Linked DNA regions of Mus musculus: region 1 is linked to region 2. The links are chromatin contacts, called in public Hi-C maps. All regions are on one chromosome and are shown on one strand. The core of a region is the stretch at or near the end of the contact, and the rest is flanking DNA. Distances in the headings are between cores, read along the strand shown. Region 1 overlaps Gm38469 (spidroin-2). Region 2 has its middle 17 kb from the start of Ano6.

Region 1 (7,893 bases), core at 2,718-5,217, 450 kb before region 2:
TACAGCAGACTCTACAAGGATGGTCATAGTCATGTGCAGAAGGCGTAATCCACGGCATTTGAAGTCTTCATAATTATTTTAAAAGGTCTTCTGTGTCATCAGGATGCTCAGCAGCATGGGGTGGGGTTCCTCTGAAGACTCCACCTTCTCAGAATCAATGGGGGTGGGGTGGGGTGGGGCGGGGCGGAGCAGAGTGAGCAGGACCTGAGCAAGAGGGAGAAGGGAAGGGGGAAAAGAAGAAGAAAAAGTGTTTGTTTCCTTACATCAGAGCTGCATCCTGTATACCTGATGATGGTCCAGACATCTTTGTTCCTTTAAAAAAAATTTTTTCTGTGAGTTTCTTAGTATGTGGCTCTCTCCTGAAGTCTTGAAGACTCAGCTTATGCATTGGTGGCTTTGATTCTAGCTGGTACGACAGTATCATTTACTTATCGATTCTTGGGCCGTGAATGGTGAGTTTTAGAACAGTGCGTACTGTGGCAGAGTCAAAGAGACCCACTGCCTCAGAGACCCACTGTGAGAGCTGGGGACATTCAGAAAAGCTAGGAATGTGGCTCAGTCCGAACACTCGCTGCACAAGCATGCAGTCCTGAGTTTGAATCTCCAGCGCTCCCTGGCGTGGCTGAGTGTGCTGTAACCCCAGCATCTCAGGACAGAGATAAGTGGATCTGAGACCCTGCTCACCCTTGCTGAAATAGCAAGTTTCAGGTTTAGTGAGAGACAGTTTCTGAGGAGTGAGACAGAGGGAGACAGGAAGATGTCCTTCATGTGTGCATGCACAGGTGTGCACACACACACACACACACACACACACACACACACACACTGCTAACTAGTGAGGACATTCAAACTGTTAAGGTAGGAGATCTGTAGACAGCATTAGACTTGGGGTATGGTGTTCTTACAGTAGGATGGTGGCCCTTACTGCACAATAAGACTCCCTTGGTCTTTCTTGACTCTAGCTTTGCTACTTCGAAGGCCCCTGGCACTGCCCACATCAGTAGTGGTGAAACACCTTCCTCCAACCATGCAGCAGGAAGATCCCACATCTTTCGTGAGGGAGCAGCAACCACAATGTCCTCAGGTTGTCCTCATATTCAGTCCTGAGAGCAGCGCATAGCCAGGCAAGGTAGACAGCGGGAGAGGGAGCTGAAAGGGAGGCAGGGAGGCATTCATCTCTGTTGTACCAGGGGTAGTTCCCACCTAGAATTAGGACCTTGGTCAGAGCCAGAAAAAAGACGTTGTCCTTATTCCCCAACTCTAGCTGTGCATAGATGCCAGAGATGGGGCCACAGCTAGAGCCGTGGTTTCTCCAGGTCCATTTGGCATTTCATCGTGAACAAGGTTATAGCAGGAGTCAGATTGTTGTCTCTGATGTGTCAATCACAGAACCTTGAGCACGGAGTAGCGGGGGGGGGGGGGGGTGGTGGTGGAGGGGATGGGGGGGTGGGAGGGGTGGTGGTTAAGAACCACGTGTGTGCCTCCCTTTGACCTAGTTCTAGAAGGAGTCCACCTACAACTGCTATGCCCTCGATCTCAGACAGCAAGTTCCCTGCAGTCCCTATTCTGAAGTATGGCACCCTCCACTTCTGGTGTCAAATTCTCCATTCTGTGTAGGATAGCCAGTGAGTGGGTAAAGCCAAAGTAGGTCTACTGGCCAGAATGGAGTCTGAGGCACAGTCTTTGAGGACAACGCAGCAGACTATCTGGGTTCTCAGAGATGGGGAGTACAGGCGTTGTGGCTCATAGAGCCGTCTAAAGACAGACAATATTCTCTTTCTCAAGATGGCGTCTGGCTGTAGCAGTCCAGGGTCTGATGGGAGGAGATGCGCGATACGCTTCCAAAGCAGTGCTCCAATGCATATTTCAAGTTACCTGTCGGCACTGGCTGTGGACCAGTGGCGATCATTTCCTGTACTTGAGATTGCAGCATCCATACTGACAGAATTTGTGGGGGCTTTCATGCTTACCATCGCCTAAGAGGTATTTCCTGACTGCCGGCTGCCAGAAGAGCTGGGGTGATTTAATTCTCTTCCTGCGAACATTTCACAGGGTCTCTAAATCTTACAAGTTTCCATTCTCTGCCTTCTGACTCCGGGTGTTCGGCATGAAATGTGGTGGCTCACCTGCTACGTTGGCTTTGTCTTGTAGGCGAGGAGGGGAGTTCTAGGCAGCCGTATTCCACCATCCTGGAACTCTAGAGCAAATATGCCTTTTTGCTAGTGGCTTCTGAGTCTTGAAACACAGTTAAAGCCTCCCTAGTCTGTAGCCGCAGACATGGTCACATGTTTTATTTTCTTTTTGCTGTTACTTTCTACATCAAGGGGTCCCCCCCCCAAAAAAAGTTTCCTGGTATTGAGACTGACTTTGTGTTAAGCACAAGCTATTAATTTAATTATGTATTTTTTTCTAAATGGGCACTCATTTGTCTGGACAGTGTGTGCACTTGTTTTTTATTTTGACATCTGGATCATTTCCCCTAGCCAGAGTTAGCCTGTTAACATTCCAAGTATGAAGCTGAGCAGAAGTAAGATAACTTGGAATGTAGGGGCAGGGCCAGCGAAGAGCGAGAGTCTAGGCCAGCGAATCCCTGGAAGCCGCCAGCATCAGCCCACCTGCTTGGATCTCTTTTAGACTCAATAGATTGCTTTTCCATGGCTCAATCGTTATAAGCAGTATGAGCGCCACTCTAGAAGAGTCTTCTAGAAAGGAACGTGGCCTATTGCTGATCTCAAAGATGAGAGCTCTTCTGTGTTGCAACGTTTGCTAGTTTATCACTTTGATAACAGAGACCTAGATGTCACATGATTCTTTTTTTTTTTTTTTTTTTTTTTTTTTACCATGTTTTCAAATCCTACCTTTAGCTATCATAGGAAACCCTTCCATCAAAGATAGGAGTAGGCAGGACATCCTTTTTTTGTCAGACTCAGGATAAACTCTCTGATCTCTTTGTCAGGCGTTTCTTAGGTTTTGATTTGTTTCTTGGTAAGATGCACATGATTCTTTGAACGTGTGCACACTCCCTGTCAACAGGCCTGGACAAATGGGGCTGGATGTTTGTTCAGCTGTCATTTACTCTACATAGTTTCCAATGGGGTTGGACTGCTGTTGAGAACTCAACGCCACAACTGGCGATATGGCTGATGGAATCTTCCTAATTTAAAATGGTTGAGGTTGGGGGTGTGAGAAAGAACTTCCTGGGAGCATCTTTAAAATCATATGTTACTTTTTTTCTACACAGAATATTTTCCCCATATTTATTGGATCCAACCTGCTTACGGGATCTGTTAGTGCTGTAAGAACATGGGCTCAACCTGAGACACTTTATCCATCCCTCTAAACTAGCTGTATTAGTTACTTTTTGTTGCTGTGACAAAATACCAGGCTTGAGGCAAAGCTAGGGTTCTGGAATCTGTCATCACAAAGAAGATTTGCCTGCAGGTGCTCAGAGCAGGAGGCTGGCTGTTCACAGTCTCACAGGAGAAGCTGAGAGAGTCAACTCTGAGAGGAGTAAGGCTATAAAACGGTAGCTCTCAGTCTTCCTAATGCTGCGACCCTCACGTTAGGGTGACACCCAACCACACAATTATTTTGTTGCTATTTTATAACTGTAATTTCACTACTGCTATGAATTATAATATACATACCCAAGTTTTCCAATGGTTTTAGGTGACCCCTGTGAAAGTATTCTTTGACAACCCCCTCCCCCAACAAGGGGTTGTGACCCAGAGGTTGAGAACCACTGTGATAAACCCTTAACCTCCAACTGGTGACCAAGCATTCAAATTCCTGAGCCTATGGGTGATTTTTTTCTATTCAAACCAGAATGTTATCGCCATGTGTAGCAGAAAATATTAAGAAAATGAACCAGCATGTTCCCACGCTTGGGCTGGTAACTCTCTGCCTCAGGGGCCTGGATGGCCATGCACTGGCGGGCAATGGCCGACCCGTTTTTATCTCGTAGAGATTCTGACTCAGAGCTCCACAGTCTTGCCACCCCGCTCACTAAGTTCCCTCTGGCCGGTCGTTACCACGCCAGCCCCATGCTTCAAAGCCCCCATGGCCTTTGTGGTGCACCTCAGGCAAACCCACGCTTTGCCACCATACCTTTTTCTCTTGAACCCAGACAAGCTGTCCCAGGAAGGAAAACACCACACAAACTTAGTTCAGAAACGACGCTGGGCGCAACAACTAAAATCCTAACCTCGCAAACCTTATTAAATCTAAATCTTCTGGTGGCGAATCCTAATGGAGCCGCCTTTGAAACCCGGAGACACTTGTAGCTACCTTTAGTCCTCACACTATCCCCATCCAAAAGTGCCTCTTTCCTGTGTCCTCTCTTCCTCCATCCAAACTGGAAGTCCCTCCTACTCGCCCAGTGATTGGCTCCTTTATTTATTAGGGCATTGGTTCACAAGAACAGCTCCAGGCCCGTCCACAACAACGTGGATAAGGCTAGGTTTGGTCCGTCTATTCGGATAACGCAACTCTTTTAAACGCAGACAAAAAGCAATTATTTCTGCAACCTTTCTGCATTCGGCTCGGTCTCTGCTCCGGATCAGCTGTGGTTTTAGGAGCCGGGAGTAGATGACACACGGGGCATTTACATCTTACTTTCTGAAAATTTAAGACCTTAAAGTATCCTGTGTGCTTTGAGGAGTAGGTCTTGTCTGACGTACTCTAGGAGTAGTGGTTAAAAACTCTTTTAAGCCGCACTTTATCCTAAGGACTGTTATATGTTCTTCCACTTTGGGAAAATGTCTCCTTAACAGACAAAAAACTCTAGCCACTGATGTAAGGGAACACGTAAAGGAAGCTTAGAAGGGAGTCTCTTATTGCTTTATGAACTTGGAACCTGTGGTATGATGGCGCACGTGGACAGACAACTGTATCTGGGTAGGGCTGTTGCCCATGGTTCCTAACTTTTCCCCTAAGGCAAGCTGTAGCTCCATAAGAACGAGAAGGATAGGCTTCCTAAGGTCTCTGGATAGGGGAGCATTGTAGGTTCCCTGAGCGTGGCACATCTGGAGAGGATATAGAAGCTCCAATGTCTGCAATACACTTCTTACCCTATGCATCTCATTATCTCCTCTTGCGTTGATAATAAACCAGTAGGCATGAGAACGTCCCTAAGTTCCGTAAGCCTCTTGAACAAGTTAATAGGGATCTGCAGAGGGAGTTACAGAAGCCTCTATCTGTAGCAGGTCAAACAACCTGTGTCTTATGATGGGCAAGCAAAGATGGGTGGGGCTGCCTAGGGCCGTGCGTATTAACCCTGTGATACCTGATGCTTCCACCAGGTCGGTGGTGTCAGAACTGAGCTGTGTTGGTGATACCCGGGGTGGCGGTTGCAAATTTTCTTACTTGCTTAGTGTATGGAGGGGAAAAAAAAAAAGGCCTCATGTATTAGGGTGTCTGACGTTATCTGTGTTGTGAGAGTTTGGGGACAGAAATTAAGTTTGAGATTCTTTCTCCTTTGTACAATTCAAAAAGTCATACTATCAGTTTATAACTGTATGAAATAAAGGGTCTAATAAACACAAGAGGGCCTGGATTTAGCTATCCAGCGCCTGAAGAAGATGCTGGGACATCATCTTACAAGGCATGGATCTTATCCGTGAAAGAAGCCAATTCATTCTTCCCATGCCTTGTTCTAAGCTTACACGCTACAGTGAGCATCCCTCACGTTTGTAGATGCCATGCCAAGCCAAGGTATAACTCAATGTCAACATTAGCGTCCACATTGTGTAACTATTCAAAGAAAGCATCTTAGGGTAAATGGGAGCCCCGAAAGAGCCTCCCACCCTTCTCAGTGGTGGACAAGTGACTCTCAATACAAGTTGGCTGTTGTGCAGCATGGTTGTACATGCCTATAATTCCAGCAACTCGAAGGCAAATCTCTGAGTTCAAGGCTAGCCTGCTGTAGAGAGTGAGTTCCAGGCCAGTCATAGCTACAGAGTAAGACCCTCTCTCAAAAGGCAAACATTTGATGTTGCTTTGTGGTATTTATTTTTCTTTCCGTGCCAGACGTTGCACGGAGGACTGTGCCATGCAAGCACACACTTTCTCTTGGAGCTACATTCTGAGCCTCAGTAAGGGCTTTTATCCTTCGCTGTCTGCTTTTTAGTTATGAATGTGATTCTATTAGCTGGTGCTAAATGGTGGCCCTTTCAGTTTTCAGAAATTAGAAACGATCTTTTCTCTAAAATTATTGACATACCAATTTCTAGATATTCATGTAAAACATCGATTAATTTCCTGGTTAAATTCTGTGCCTGGGCCTGGCAGACTGAAGTTGACTCGCTGTTTCTGTTGTCTTTAGACTCGGCCATCTCAGTACAGAACAGAACCGCACTGTTCAACAGTAGGTAAGAAGTATTAGGGCTGTTACGATTAGTTGTGGCCTTCAGCTTATTCTTTGTCTCACTGCCTTGAATAAACTATGGGCTAGGGTGCAATCAGCACAAGGCTAAGCACTTGATGAAGACATCAATTTACCGGTGTTTCTGTATCCCTTGTGAGATGATAGGTATTGGCTATGTTCCATTTCAGGCCAGATTTATGTATAAGCTCTAAAAGGGCACAGAAATGAATGGCTCGAATTCTACGTCTTCAACTCACTGAGGGTCTTCTCTTGTTTTCTAATGTTTGCTTTCCTTTTCCTTTCACTAATTATATTACGATTTTGTTTGAGATTCATCAATAAAGTTTCAAAAATGATTTTTAAACATTATGGCAGGCCTTTGTATCTACTCAAATGGCCTAAGAGGGACACATTTTGATATTACAAGTACCTGTGACCTTTTTCTATAGCTCATAGCTTCTATGAGACTGTAGATACTGTGTTCTGGCCAGAATGCAGTGTGTCCCTGAATCTTATAAAAGGCTGTGATTAGCATTATGCTATCTGTAAGCTACAGGCTTGAAAATCAACTGTGTATAATTTTTAGTAAAGCTGATTTTACCAAGAATAGTATTACTAAGATACATATTATATATATATGAATAATATATATTATTGATTATATGTACTATGTATCATATTAATAAATATAACAATTTATAATATAGTATAATAATGTAATATAAGGTACATATATCTTTAAAAGGTTTATATATTTTATATATTATACATTTTATAAATTAAATATATTATGTAAATATATATTTAAAATTGTACATATACTTTAAAAAGGTACATATACGTATATGTGCACAAACATGGGTCATTTATAGAATATGAGTTAAAAATAAAGGTAATTTTACTTTTAGGATGTTGTTCAGTTTAGAATCATCCTAGGAACAGAATTTTCCTCTCACTAAAGTTTCCACGCTTCATTAGAAAGCTAATGACATTTCTCTTTAGGCCAGTTTTAGAATTCATGTAATTATACTCCCCAAATACATTTTGTTAAACCTCGAGTCTTACTTGGAGGCTGAGAATATAAAAGAGGACTTACTTATTTGCTAGATCCCCTGGCCAGCTATTTACTGTTGACCTATATGCTGTCATTCAGTTATTCTAGAATGAATCAAGGTACATTCATTCGAGAGGAAAGATTACAGGCTACTGTCAAATGTACAAACATATAATCACAGTGTTGACTGGTGATTTCTATAGGGATGTATAAGTCACTTTAGTAGGAGCAAAGGAGCAGAGAACACCTGTAAAATTATCCTGATGGACAGACAAAAGTAGGCGTGTCTTCAGATTGGCTGGCTCTGAAGGGCAAGTCAAATCTATTCAGAAGATCCCCTGAACTCGATGGAAAAAGAATTCCATCTTCTTAGGAAGGATGAGAGTGCTTGTAGACAATTGAAAGATAATAGTCACTGTGGGAAAATCTAATTGAAGCGTGATCCTAAGGAAAAGAACTTACGTCAGTGCTTCTC
Region 2 (7,852 bases), core at 4,556-7,055:
TAACCCAGTTCTACCTCTGGGACTCAGGAAACTGGTTCCCCCTTACAAAAAAGGAGTTGTTCTCCTTATGTGACATGGAAACTTAAGGGTTCTTTGGAAAGTCAGCTGGATGGTGTTTTGCTGGGGCAAACAGGGGAAGGAACATTTCGCTGAAGCAGACACAGGAGAGAGGATGTTTTGCTAAAGTGAGCACATGAAAGGACATGTGATGAAAGATCCTCTGCTAACAGCACACATGCATTGGTCCGTCTTACATTGCATAGTTGAGCTGCATTTGCCAGGGCTCCATAGAGAGAAATGCACCAAAAAACTTCTGTTGTGCTGCCGTTTCTTGTGACTTCCATTCAGGCTGATTGGATGCATGCGATGAGGCTAGACCTGTGCTGAGGCAGGCAAGGCACGTGGAGGATACATGATGTTTGGAGGGTCTAAGTAGGACTCTACGGAGTGACAGAGACAGAGCTCGGCTTGCTGGTACAGCTAGCTGTGCAATGCTTGTGGGTCTCATGTCTTTGCTGATCTTTGCTTTCCTGAGAGAGGTACAGCTGAGAACTTCTCCTGGTGTTCCTCTTGGTCCCTCCTGCTGACTCAAGCCAAGTCATGTTTGCTATCCAGACTCTACCAAACTGCACTGCTGGTGTATCTGTGAGATATCTTCGAGTGGATCGAGCTGCTGCTGTTGACCTGTGAACTGAGCTGCTGATTTCCAGACACCTCAGACAACTAGAGTTGCTCCAAAGAACCTTTCTAAACAGGTCCGCTTCCTTGTTCGTATTCTTCACCCTCCCCCCACTCCCTCTGGTGGGTGATAGACCTTAAGGGAGGTTAAAGCGTTTAAGAACTATCATTAAAAATAGGATTTGAAAAAAATTAAAATTACACCTATCTCTAGCAAAAATGACATGTAGCTCTTCCACTAACATGCGCCTTTGGGTCCCATCAGCATATTGAGGTCCATGTTATGCCAGTCTCTACTCACAAGCACTTCACAGCCACCCGGCCCACAGGCTCGCCCACCCCCAGTGCCACGGGCTCCCTTCCTGCCTGGTCCCATTCCCGTATAACCCTGGAGCTATTTCCCATCACTTCTCCATGTTTCTAGAAAGCCTCTGCAGCTATGCAGCCCGCAGCCAGGTCTGTGCTTCTTTATAGGGAGGTCCCAAGAAGCCATTATATGAAGCCCAGAGGCCTAAGCTGCATTGGAGATGCCAGGACTGTGGGACGCCTGTGAGGAAAAACTGCAGGTGTGGTGGGGTAGAACTGGCCGAAGAGAGGTTGAGCATGCCAGGGGTGGCAGTGACAGTGCTATTGTCACCCAGATGATTGTGCCACAAACCTGTGATGCTGGACATGGTGTGCTACAGGGTTTTGGCGTTAGTCCTCCTAAGTTTTGGTCTTTCTTTGATCTGCTATTTCTAAGGCAAGAGAGCTTTTTGTAGTTAGCAAGGGGAAAGGCCCACAGTGAAAATTATAAGCTTGCTACAAAAAATGTGATAACTAAGAGAGCCCATCTTTTTTTTTTTTAACTAAAAGAGCTGATGATTTTATTTTCACATTTCACAATATAAGTGAAAACTGCACTTTTTTGTATTATTTCTCCCTCCAAAAAATATTCAGTTAGGAAGGGAAGTTTCCTTTCCATGCATGTAGTAAACACTCGGGCTCAGCACCAAGAGCTCCTGGTGGAACAGAACAAGAAATACAAAACCATCAAGAGCGCTTCTGCTCTTATCTGTCTGGCCGGGTCATGCCAGGCCGGGTGGGCACCATCATAGGGCGGGCAGGAGGTCTTATCATGGGAGGCCCGGGCATCATGGGCATGTGGCCTCCCATGGGTGGTCTCATCCCAGGAGCTGGTCCCACGGGCATCATTCCGGGCGGAGGGGGGCCCATCATTGGCATCATGGGAGGGCCTCCCATGTGGGACGCAGGCATCGTGGCAGGCTGAGGAGGGCCCGAGAGACTGGGGGAGGTGGGATCATGGCCCCTGCAGGTGGAGGAGCAGAGAACGGAGCGGGAGGGATCTTCCCTTGTTGAAATGCAGCCGTTGTCTTGTCAATCAGGCTCTGGGCCTGCTCTTCCATCCATTTCTGGTAATAGTCTTTCACATTCTCTTTGTGTTTCCGACCACTGCAGTGTGCCTTCCTCACAGACGGAGAATCATGGGTAAGATATGTGTCACAGTAGTCACAATAAAACTTGGGCATGATGCTCCACAAGACGTTGGCTACTCTGGTAAGAGAGCCCATCTTAATAGCCAGCCAGACACTTGGAAGGTTAGCCAGGCCCAACGGCAGGCAGAGTTAGGTTAGCTGCTGAGGTTTGCTCTTTTGATACATACTGTAAAGATGAATACTGGCTCCCAAGGCCTGGTTGCTTGCAGGAATGAGAGAATCTTCATGCACAATGTGGCCTTGCTCCTTAATCTAGAACTATTGGTTAAATAGAGATGTCAACAGCTAATAGCTAGGCTGAAGAGACATGGGTGGGGTTTGGGGTTCCTGGGCTTGGGGTCTGAGGAGACCACGAAAAGAGAGGAAGGTAGGGAGAGGAGAAGACACCATGGGGTACCATGGCTGTGAGGGCTAGCCAACTGGAGTTGAGAGCAGCCCAGATGGAATATGGTAAATCATAACTCTGTTATTGATAGGAAAATTGATTTTGATAGCATAGAAGGTAGATATCTGGCCAGCTTTAGTACTGATAAAGGCATGTTGTAAATTAAAGGTTGTGTTTGTCTTTTATCTGGAAATCGAATAACCAAAGGTGGGGTAGAAGCCTCTGACTGAGATTACATATTTTCTACAACAGTCAGCAGCCAATCTCACCGATAAACAGAAGAGAGCTTCACTATCCCCCTACTAGAGTAAGTGTAGACGTGGGCATGGCCACGGTTGGACCAACTGGGTTGTATATTTTGAGCTCACTGAGAAATAAAAATTAGCAGAATTTTATAGACTCTTTGAAATCAAATTACAAAAGAAACAAAACAGAAGAAAAGGTCTTGTAGAATAGGTAATCTAGGTGAATGCACGGTGAGTTATTAAGTCCAAAGTTCCCCAAAGGCAGCTCTATAAATATTTCCGAAAAAGATACGGAGCACAGACTTTATTACTACCAAAGCTACAGCCGGTGGCAGCTGACAGTGTGCTGCTGCTGGTGGTGGTATGAGTGGGTCAGGAGAAGCAAGCCCCAGTCCTCCAAGGTGCAGGGGACATTATCACTGTTTAGTGGCATCCCGTGTAAGCAGAATTCAATCTGTTACTGGTTTCTATATTAGAAACTCCAATGGAAATATTTTTTCATGGGGAAGTATATTCTGTATTTCATCCTTTTTTTTTTTTTTTTAAACGGTTGCATGCCCCCTAAGGAATAATGGAAGTGTCTTATTCAAACTGTTCACTCCTGAAAATGAAAGTGCTCTGAAGAGGTGGGAAGAGCTTTTGTCTCCTGTTGGCACAAGACTTCTTTATCTTCTTTTGTATGTGTTTCGCTGATAGGCAAGACAGTGCTTCAGTAGAAGTTAGAATTATAGCCTAAAATATCTACTCAAACACAGTACTTTGTCCCCATTTTGACTCATTTCCAGTTGTGCTCAATCGTTGGCAGGCACGCTACTCCTTTCTGCACCGTGAAAGACATCTTTCGTCTCTTTGACCCTCTATTGCATTACCCTGGTGATATCTGTAGCCAGGAAAATGCTAGCATTTTCTCTAGCAGGGAGAGGAAGACATAAATATTTGATCTCAGATCAGCGATGTGTGTAATTGTTACTATAGAGAGAACCTTTGATTGCTGCCCAAATCTAGAGGTCTATTAAAATTTAATTTCTAGGTCTTCTCTTCTTTGCTCTAAAAATCAGAGTATTTCATAGTGTAGAAATTAACTCTTCCTTCCCTGTCCCTGTACCCACACTCCTCTGCATTTCATTGAGCGAAGAAATGCCAGTCGCTTAAAGATACGGGACTTAGGAATTAGAGAGCGAGTCCTTCAAAGAGTGCTGGTAACCTCAGGAAAGAACAACTAAGGGGGAATTGTGAGTTGTGAGTTTTTTCTAGAAATAAGCATAAAAAACAGAATAGACTATCGTTTGTATAACGTTTGCTTATTAATATTGCTAGCATTTTTTTTAAATCCTAGAAAAGCACTCTCAGGGCTGGAGATATAGCTCAGCAGTTAAGCACACTTGTTGCTCTTACAGAGAGGCCCTAGGTTCCATTTCCAGCATGCACATGGCAATTCACAACCATTTCTAACTCCAGTTCCAAGAGCGAATCTGGTGCCCTCTTCTGGCCGCCATGAGCATGGCATGCATGCTGTGCCCATGTATACACGCAGGCAAAACACTCATATGCATACTATAAAACAAGTCTAAAAAAATAAAGCACCATGGGAAAATTATAGGAATGTCTTAAAAAAAAAACTTGACAGGAAATCAGTTTATTAGCTCAACTTCAAAATTTTTTCTAAAGGAATGAACCGAATCTGGAAAACTAGTTTCATAGCAATTAGATATCTAGCAAAAAAAAAAAAAAAAAAAAAAAAAAAGGAAAGACAATCTAAAGCAATAGAAGTATAATATCCGAGGTTTTCCCTTTTCATACTTACAATTGTAAGTGGGATTTGGCTATTGGCCAGTTCATTGCATTATATCCAGATGAGTGAAGACGTAAGGGAGACTATAATCCTGGAGCTTAATTTTATTCATTATTTCCAAAGTCTCTCAGCTGTACTCAGCGCTACAGTGAGAACACAATTGGCCGGTCCACCTTTAGCCCTTTTCTGTCTTCTCCCCTTCTATAGGCGGGGGCTGGACTCTTAAAGGGCTACTTACAGAGCTTAGTGAGGTACAAATGTAAGTGGCCCAAGAGTGGCCTCCGCATCTGTTTCCAGATAACCCAAGACTGCCCGAAAGGTAAACGAAAGTAGGGTATATTTAGAGCATCCAGGACCTAGGATTTTCTTGGCATGCCTCAGTAACTGGAGAAGTGAGATCTCAGGAGCCGAATTGTAAGTTAGGAAATAAGATGCTGTTGTCAAGTGACCGGAAGTTCAATACCAGTTATATCACTTATTTGGTGTGAAAAGGCTCAAGGAAAGTGTTCAATGCTTGTAAGGATTTTTTTTTTTTTTTAGACAATGTGACTCAAGTTAGGGAAAAGGAGCCTCAGCTAAGAACATGACTCCATCAAATTGGCCTGAAGGCAAGTCTATGGAGCACTTTTTAAATTGGTGATTGACACGGAAGGGCCCAGCCCATTGTGGGCGGTGCCACGCCTGGGCCGGTGGTCGTGGGTTGTATAAGAAAGCAGGCGGAGCAAGCCATGGTGAGCAAGGCAGCGCTCTTCCATGGCTTCTGCATCAATCCTTGTCTCCAGGTTCCTGCCCTGACTTCCGTCATTGATGGGCTTGTGACACGGAAGTAAGTAAATAAGCTTTTCTCTGTCCTTGGCTGCTTTGGGTAGAGCTGTTTACCACAGTGATAGAAAGCAAACTCGGACAGATGGGACGCTCCCCAGACCGCAGCTTCCTCATCCATCTGATGAGAAGAACAAAGCTTTCTAGAACCGCTAAATGGAGCAGAGTCTGTAGAATGGAAAATGGCCAGAATCGACTGTTGATGACGGCCTCATTCTCATAATGATTTTAATCCTCGGCATTTGAAATATCATTCTATTTTAATCATAACGACAGCCGTGATAGCCTAATGGTTTCGCTGGGCATTTTTCTGGGAAAGAAGGCTAAGAGAATGTACTCTTCCGGTCTCTGTATTCTACTGACACCGCAACCTTCCAACACAGTGCTGTTCGATTCTGTGAGCCACCACAGTAATAGGCACACAGCATCCCTCGGCAGGTACCCCAGAGGGTCACTGTAATCCCGGGCCTGCTGTTCACGTTCCTAGCATGCTATGGTGGAGTTAGTCAGGTAATTGGGCAATGAGGGACCTTTTGGAGGCCTGAGCCATCTTTCTGAGACTGGCTTAATTCAATCATTATGGTTATCTATAGGTACATCCATTTTTTTTTTTTTTTTTGGTATGACATAGCTCTATTCTTTATGGGAGAAAAAGAAAAAAGAATCCTACTGTGTGTATATACCATATTTCCTTTACTTCTCCATCTGGGATTGCTCCGCCCCAGGTTGCTTCTATAACTTAACTACTGTGAAATGTGTTGTGATAAACATTGACATGCAAGTGTGGCATTTGATTTGGATCTGTTGGGTGACACCAAGCCTGCTTGGGTTACACGGAAGGTCTGTTCATAGTTTCTAAAGGGACCTGTAAACTGATTCTGTAGTGGCTGGACTAGCTTACACTCATCAATAACATAGATTGGCTTCTTTTTGTCTTTATCCTACTTGGTACTTACTGTCTCCATTCCAATGATTGCTTATTTGCTAGTTTAGTGCCGTTGTGTGCCATGGTACAGGTGTGCCGTGGTATAGGTGTGCTGTGGTATAGGTGTGCCATGGTACAGGTGTGCCATGGTACAGGTGTGCTGTGGTATAGGTGTGCTGTGGTATAGGTGTGGAGGTCAGAGGACCACTTGCAGAAGTTGGTTTTCTCCTTCCACTGTGTAGGTTCCAGAGATCAAACTCAAGTTGTCAGATTTGTCAAAGGTGCCCTGGTCCACTAAGCCAACTTGGCCATGATATAAGTTTTCTCAATAACTTGCCATTCGGACTGGGATAAAATGAGATTTCAATGTAGTTTTTATTTATAGTTTTCTGATGGGTGGTGATGTTGAGGTTTTTTTTTTTTCATGTGGTTATCGGTCATTTGTTTTTCATCCTTTGAGAACCGTCAGCTCATTTGATTGGCCCATTTACTGACTGAATCATTTGAACTATTGTTATTTGTTTTTGTTTGATTGATTGATTTTAGATCTTTATGTAGTCTAGATATTAATCCTCCATGAGATACATGGCTAACAAAGACTTCCTCGGTCTCTCCAGTCGGTTCATTATTTCCTTGAAATAAAGAAGAGTTATTTTATTTGCCAATTCCTGGGCTGATTACCTGTGCAGCTGAGTTCTATTACGAAAATGCTTGCTTAGGTCAATATCTTAAAATGTGTTCCTTACTTCTTCCTCTATTAATTTCAGAGCTGTAATTAAACAGGCTTTCATCTATGTAGAGTCTATTTTAAAAGTCATTTAAAAATTTTAAATCTCTCTCTCTCTCTCTCTCTCCCTCCCTCCCTCCTTCCGTGTGTGTGTGTGTGTGTGTGTGTGTGTGTGTTTGTGTGTGTGTGTGTGTGTGTGTGATTTTTATGTACACCACAAGGGGCCTTCAGAGACCAGTGGATATCACATTCCTTGAAACTGTTACAGTCAGTGTGAGCTGCTTTAGGGAACCTGGGTACTGGACCTTAGTCTTTTACAAGAGCAGTGAGTACCCTGAATCGCTGAGTTATCTTTCAGTGAGTTTTGTATAGGATAAGCAATAGGTATCTAGTTTCCTGCCTGTGGTTTTCCAAGCACCATTTATTGAAGACACTGTCTTTTATCACAACATGCATTTTTGGCATCTTTGTCAGAGGCCGTGTGGCTGGAACTCCCCTGGTTCTTATGTGAGTTCTTCATCTGTTCTGTTGTCCTGCATTGGTTTTTTGTTTTTTTTTTTGTTGTTGTTGTTTTTTCCTGGTGCCAGTTCCTTGCTCGTTTTGTGACAATGGCTCCTTCATCAAATCTGAAGCTTACCTTAATGCTAGCTGGGTTCGTTTTAAAGGACAACTTGACATAATCTAGGTATCACCTGGAAAGCAAGTCTCAGGGAGGGACTGTCTAGATCAGATTGATCTATTGGACATATCTGTGGGAGAGTATCTTGATTATGTTAATTGAG

What was found. Hi-C and Micro-C count contacts between places; a contact is called where the count stands out from the background.
Region 1: a contact with region 2 is called in a Hi-C map of the N1E-115 cell line, with 2.0 times the contacts expected there. The contact joins two enhancer-like sites. A contact is called at or near these places in 8 of 39 promoter capture datasets (the 3T3-L1 cell line, 3T3-L1-derived adipocytes, the SN4741 cell line and 4 more), 1 of 15 datasets of contacts at CTCF or cohesin (pro-B cells), 2 of 484 Hi-C or Micro-C datasets (MC3T3-E1-derived osteoblasts and the N1E-115 cell line) and 1 of 9 other capture datasets (embryonic stem cells).

The regions. Positions count from the first base shown.
Region 1 is chr15:96,214,580-96,222,472 of GRCm38.p6, reverse strand. All of the region lies in intron 1 of Gm38469 (spidroin-2), which reads left to right. Among named protein-coding and RNA genes, the nearest start is that of 2610037D02Rik, 21 kb to the right of the region's middle. Within about 2 kb of position 3,967, at least 8 of the 459 cell types and tissues checked have an H3K27ac peak or open chromatin away from gene starts, as enhancers often do. A contact at or near this core is called in the N1E-115 cell line, where this site is marked.
Region 2 is chr15:95,770,109-95,777,960 of GRCm38.p6, reverse strand. It overlaps the pseudogene Gm8849. Among named protein-coding and RNA genes, the nearest start is that of Ano6, 17 kb to the left of the region's middle. Within about 2 kb of position 5,805, at least 13 of the 459 cell types and tissues checked have an H3K27ac peak or open chromatin away from gene starts, as enhancers often do. A contact at or near this core is called in the N1E-115 cell line, where this site is marked.